2 separate regions of the Hordeum vulgare genome follow, and region 1 is linked to region 2. Evidence: chromatin contacts called from public Hi-C data. All regions are on one chromosome and are shown on one strand. Each heading gives the region's core, a stretch centred on a gene start, on an enhancer-like site or on the middle of the called end of the contact. The rest is flanking DNA. Distances are from core to core; before and after follow the strand shown.

Region 1 (3,076 bases), core at 302-2,801, 860 kb after region 2:
GGGTTGTAATCCTCAACTCCTTACTTTTCTCAAATTATGTGTTGATGACTTTCACTGCTACTGTTTGAAGAATTTGCTGGAGACTTTCTCTGAATTTCCTCAACCTCAAATTCTTCACACCAGTTAATCCTCATCTGTATTTTGCGTGCCTACTCACAGTGCAATCTGTTTTCACATTCCTCACTCTGAAAAACTGTTGTTGTGAAACTTTGCACTTCTGATCCTTTACTGTTTCCGCTGTAAGTTAGTCATCAATCAGAAATTCCCTCAAAAGGAATTTCCTCAGTGATGAAATTCTAAAAATCTCCTATTCACCCCCCTCTAGTCGATATAACGCACTTTCAAGGACCCACAACTGCATATGTCAAAGGACCCACATCTCCATATGTCAAATCCTCGGACTCGTCTCCTCGGTGATTTCACACACAATTGTGTTTTTGATGGCTCTCACTCTCCCCCATTTGAGTCCTTGTTGACTTCTTTGTACCTTGTTGGTGCTCTCTGCAGCACCCCCGTTCTCGGGCTCGGGGTTCCGCTCATCTCTCATGCGGAATCTACTAGCATAATTTCTACTTTTAGTTGTGTGAGAATGAGCAAAACCCTAGAAAAATAGTTCGTATTTTGAATGCCGAGAAGGGTGAACCCTTGGGGTAGCTAGTGGGAGAACATCAGGTGCTTCGGTAGCACGTCATCTCAGGTGCTTTCGATTATATATGACCACGGGCAGGGTCCTAAAAAGCCTACGACAATAAATTGAGATCGAGGCCTTGCCATCAAACCTACTTTGAAACCCAAGCCCGAGCCATCTGTTGAAAAGCCCGTCGGGTTTGGGGCCGTGGGCCGGGCCTCTTTCTTAAAATCCCAATATGTCAAGGCCAAGCCCGACCCGACCCTGCTGGTGGGCTCAAAACTTAGGCCCAAGCCCGACCCACGGGCAAGCCCATAGGGCCTAGGCCCTGGATTTTGGGGCGGGGCCTGGCCGGGCCGGAGATGCCGAGGTATACTCCCGATGCATTTGATCGTCATCCAACGGGCAACATGTTTGTGAGTTTTCTCCAAAACTCGTATTGATCAAATTTTGTCCATCCGATTCACGATCAGGTGCTCCGGTAGCACCTGATATTCTCCCGGGGTAGCTCCCCCCCCCCCCCCCCCCCCCCCCCCTCTCTCTAGGCATTTGGAAGTTACTACAACGTGTACACAGTTGCATCATCCGTCCTAAAACCACCACGTTCCGTTGCAATGCACTCTTTATTGGTTCGGCAACGGCTTTAGACATTGATTAGCCAAGCCGGCCGGACAGTTCCATTCCTATTTCTAGTTAGCCGATCACCGTTCGACGACATCACGCTACCGAAACACGTACTACGTCGGCTCAAAAAAAAGAAAAGAACACGTACTACACCTCGCGCGCGTCAAATCACCGAGTAGTTTCACACTTCCCGCCCCCTTTGGCACTTGTGTTTTTACTACAGCTCACTGATACACGGAGAAAAGAGAGAGAAAATTGTCCCTCCTTGCATCCCCCACGGCCGGCCCTATATAAGTAGCAGATTCCACCTTAGCTTTCTCCACGCAGCTGGACTTGCATTCGCACAGACACACACCTCCAAATCCAACACGAGCTCTGCTTAATTTGCTCTGATCGATCAGCCATGGACTTCGGCGCCGACATGGACGACTTGTCGCTCCAGTACATCCACGAGCAGCTGCGGCTGGAGCTGCTCGGCGCCGACCCCTGCGGCCTCCTGCCCCTCCCCGTGGCGGACGACTTCGCCGCGCAGCAGGACTTCATGCCCGCCGAGTTCCTGCCGCAGCCGCTGCCCGGCTTCGTCGACCTCACGGCGAGCGACTACGCGGACGCGGCAGCGTTCCGCGCGGCGGAGCCGGTGATGATACGGTTCGGCGGCGAGGCGTCCCCGGTGTCGGACCCCGCCCGGAGGCCGTCGCTGACCATCTCGCTGCCCCCGGCCTCGCACGCCTGGGCGGCGGAGGCCGCGGCCGTGGACGCGAACGACTTCCGGAAGTACCGCGGCGTGCGCCAGCGGCCGTGGGGCAAGTTCGCGGCGGAGATCCGTGACCCCAACAGGCGCGGCTCGCGCGTGTGGCTCGGCACCTACGACACCTCCATCGAGGCCGCGCGCGCCTACGACCGCGCCGCCTTCCGCATGCGCGGCGCCAAGGCCATTCTCAACTTCCCCAACGAGGTCGGCTCCCGCAGCGCCCCCGACTTCGTCGCCCCCCCGCCGCCGCCGCCGCCGTCGCAAACCGCGCGCGCGGCGCCGACGTCCCACAACAAGAGGAAGCGGCAAGAGCCATGCGTCGGGGACGCCACGAAACACTGCAAGGCCGATGCGTCCGCGTCGCCAGCGTCGTCGTCGCTCACCTCAACGCCCACCTCGACGGTGACGTCCTGCACCACCACCCCATCCTCGTCCGACACCGGCGGCAACTACGAGATGTTCCCGACTAGCTGGACGTGGGATCAGCTGCTGGCCGAAGGGATGTTCGGCGGCCTGTCCCCGCGCCAGCAGCTGGGTGGGTTCCCGGAGGTGACCGTGAACTGAGCGCCCGAAAGTGTAGAACCTGTGAAAAGAGTATGCTAAGCATGGCGATTAATTAGGTGTAAATTAAGCTGCCAATAATTAGTGGCTCCTAGTTCTCGACGGCCTACGCTTTGGACTCATCTTGGAGCTTGGCCTGGAGCTGTGCACTGTGTACAAGACGATAGGTAGAATATTTAGCGCATGCATGTCACGGGTGGTGGACGTAAGCATCGACGACATAGGTAGATGTTGATATGTACACACACACTGCATATATATGTATGTAAATTATTGAGTGAAGATCAAAGTGTGGGTGCTTGTTTATGTAAGTAAGTATATTTGGAAGGAAACTGGAATTAGATCGATCCATCGGTCGGTCGATGCCTATGCAGTTGCGTTAGCTTTTGGTGCCATGTATATAAATTCGATCAGGACTTCATGTGTAGCTAGATAGGGTGCACACAACAAGGATCAAGATCAGCCTATAAACCTAGCCATGGCGTCGTTTAATTACGCGCTCTAAATGCAGT
Region 2 (3,072 bases), core at 505-3,004:
AGCCGACCTCAACCGCCAACGCTGCCGATCTTAACCCACCCGCCTCCGCGGCCGTACCTCTCCCCGCTCACTGCCCCTGTTGCGGCGCTCGAGCGCATCGCGTCGACCCTGGTCCATCCTGGCCTGTGCCCAGGCCGCTGCCACACCACTCGCCGCCGCGGCCGACCTCAACCATCACTGTTGTCGATCTCAACCCACCCGCCTCCGCGGCCGTACCTCTGTCCGCTTGCTGCCCCCGTTTCGGCGCTCGAGCACAGCTTCTGGATCAAATCAACGCGACAGCTACAGTGACTGGGGATGATGCGTCTGCTCGATGCAGAACGGCGGCGGCGCGCGGATAAGGCGCAGCGGAGTGAAGTACTTGCTGGTGGAGGCGGGCCTCCATGGCTCACACGGGGAACTCCGAGGTTATGGCGCGGCAACAACGACTCCTTATGGCTAGATAGAGGCGCCTAACCCTTGCTCCCCTCATCGTATCCCCTCCTCCGGAAGGAACTCGTCATGTGGTGAGATCCCCTCCCCATGCCTCCAACCGTGTGCCAAGCACCGGCAAGAAATTTTGTTTTGTGGGGATTTGTTTGCTGATGAATGAATGTATTGAATGTAAGATTGTATTGTTGTAGAGACAGAGAATGGAACACCACCTTCAGTTTGTGATCTAATCCCACATTCTCTACCCCATGGGTGAAATAAGATAACAGTCCATTGATCAATTCACGTAGCCTCTTTGTTTTGCTTTGCTTGTCCCGCTCAATTTCTCATCATGGTGGAATTAACAATGGACGGATTGATTTCTCAACAAAATAGGATAGGACTGACTACATTAGTTAGTTAGCTTATTATTTTAATATAAATCAAAATGATTATAAAAAGATTAAAACCGTCTGGTATTTTTTTCACCCGTTGCAACGCACGGGCCCTTTTACTAGTAATATCCATTAGTCTATTTCGACAAAACAACATCGTGACTGTTACCGGAATTTTATTCCTTCATAAATATCGTAATAAAACATTTATTTCCAATTGTTTACCCTCCTCGACAACCCGCCAAACTTTCAGCAGTGGTTTTGACAGTTACCAATGCACTGCAGGATTGATTTCACAAGTTTGCGGAGGAGCGAGGTGCCCATAACCTAAGATATGGATTTCTTCCATGGCGCCAAATAAGCCGCTTAGCAACAAGACAGCTCGAGGGCCAGCCACGAATTCTTGCGTGCCTCCACGCCAAAAAAGGGGGAAAGGGCAAACTTGCATGCCAGCATGCAGCTGCGAATGAATTACTAGCCCAGCAGGTTCCCACTACACGGCAAACAAACCTTGCATGGAGACAGAAACTAAACTTAACAATCGAAAAGCAAATCCAGACAACCTAATTGTGCAAATAGACCAAAACCTGGTCCTCGGGAGCTAATTACACAGCACTGAGGGGGGGTGATGACTTATACCGCTGGATGAAGGGGCACCAGCGTCCCCCACAGCCTCCGGCGGCCGGGAGGACATGGACGGCAGCAAGCGGCGAGCCCGGAAACACGAGCCGTACGCGGCTCCGGCGTTCTAGGGTTTCGCGGGGCGGCGACGCTTAGTCCGCCGCAGAGGCACCGGGGAGCGCTGCCGCACGTAGGCCGCGGCGGAGCAATCGAGGGGATCTGACACGTTTCCTCGGCGGCGAAGTGGAGACGGCGGGGGCGGCAGCGCCGAAGTGTGTTGACGCCGGTCACGGTCTCGAGCCACGGGCCCACGCGCGTCGCGTGCGGCGCGGAAGGGTAGGTAGGGTGGCGACGGCGGCGCGGCCCAGATCTGGCCAAACGGGGCGTCTAACCAGGCCGGGCCGGCAGCCCGCGTGCGTGGCACGATACAGGCCCGGCCCGGCACGGACTAATCGTATTCGGGTCCGATATGAAGCATGGCTTGGGCCGTGTCTGGGCCTAGAGGTTGAGTACGCGAGCCGGCACGGCACGATCCGTTTACCGTTTTTATTTTTTATTTTTATTTTTTTATGTATAAAAAGTCTAATGGATCAAAATCAACCTAAAAAACAGCCCACTATGTCAAAATCGGCCCAAATAATAACCGAACAGGCGAAATCAGCCCAAATAACGGCCTAAATACTAAAATTCTAGCAGGCCAGCGGGCCTGACGTGCCGACGGGCTGGCCCGTATAGCCCCCGTGTCGTGCTTGGACCCGGACCCCGGGCACGTGGGCCGGCACGGCACGGCCTGTTTAATAAACGTGCCTCGGCGGGTCGTGCCGTGCCAGGCACGATTCTGACGGGCCGTGTCGGGCCGTGCCGGACCGGCCCGTTTGGCGCGGCCTGGTGGGCTTCAGTTTACAGGGACCATATCTGGCCAAACGGGCCGGCCTGGCACGGCCCGCCAGAATCGTGTCTGACACGATACGGTCCGCCGAGGCACGTTTATTAAACGGGTCGTGTCATGCCGGCCCACGTGTCCGGGGTCCAAGCCCAAGCACGACACGCGTCGTAAACGTGCCGGCCCACGACACGCTGGGGCACGCTGAGCACGCTAGTCGTCCCTTTTTTTAAACAGACCAAAAAACCCGAAAAAAATAAAAAATCTAAAAAATATCTACTTTGACATAGTACTACATGGGATAAATCTATAATTTTATTAGCGTCTGCCTCATTGAAACCTTCCATCTCATAGAAGTAAAAGAGTACAATCATTCTCTAGAAAAGTAGAAATACAAAAAGAAGAAAATATAGAGAAAGGGAAAAAATACAAATACTACATTACATGCCATGCTTTGGATTTCTAGAAATCCATCAACCTTTCCCTGCAGCCACAGCTATAGCCAACGTGTCGGTCGCGTTCGCTGCCTCTTTCACGTGTGTCGTTACGTGCAACTTATTACCGCATTGTTTGCACTTTGCAAAAAGCTGGCCGAGACCATCCTTACCTCTAATTATTTCTTCATCGTAGAAACTCCAAATTGCACCCTGACCCCGACCGCGCCTCACAACACCATCAAGCCAGTTTTTATTTGCATCGGCCATGTTTGTGTGTGTACAATGAGATGAAGTTAGAAATGAGAAACTTGGCATCCCTTTTTAT

What was found. A called contact is a pair of places that touch in the nucleus more often than the background predicts.
Region 1: a Hi-C map of seedling shows a contact between it and region 2, with 3 times the contacts expected there. The contact joins the promoter of LOC123403589 here to the promoter of LOC123406397 in region 2. A contact is called at or near these places in 2 of 6 Hi-C or Micro-C datasets (leaf and seedling).

What each region holds. Positions count from the first base shown.
Region 1 is chr6H:408,497,425-408,500,500 of MorexV3_pseudomolecules_assembly, forward strand. It overlaps LOC123403589 (ethylene-responsive transcription factor ERF104-like), which reads left to right and starts at 1,552. Exons shown (of 1, transcript XM_045097514.1): 1 at 1,552-2,896. The coding sequence starts at 1,656. The coding sequence ends at 2,567.
Region 2 is chr6H:407,639,333-407,642,404 of MorexV3_pseudomolecules_assembly, forward strand. LOC123406397 (transcription initiation factor TFIID subunit 4b-like) reads right to left here and starts at 1,755. Exons shown (of 13, transcript XM_045099901.1): 1 at 1,446-1,755. The coding sequence starts at 1,500.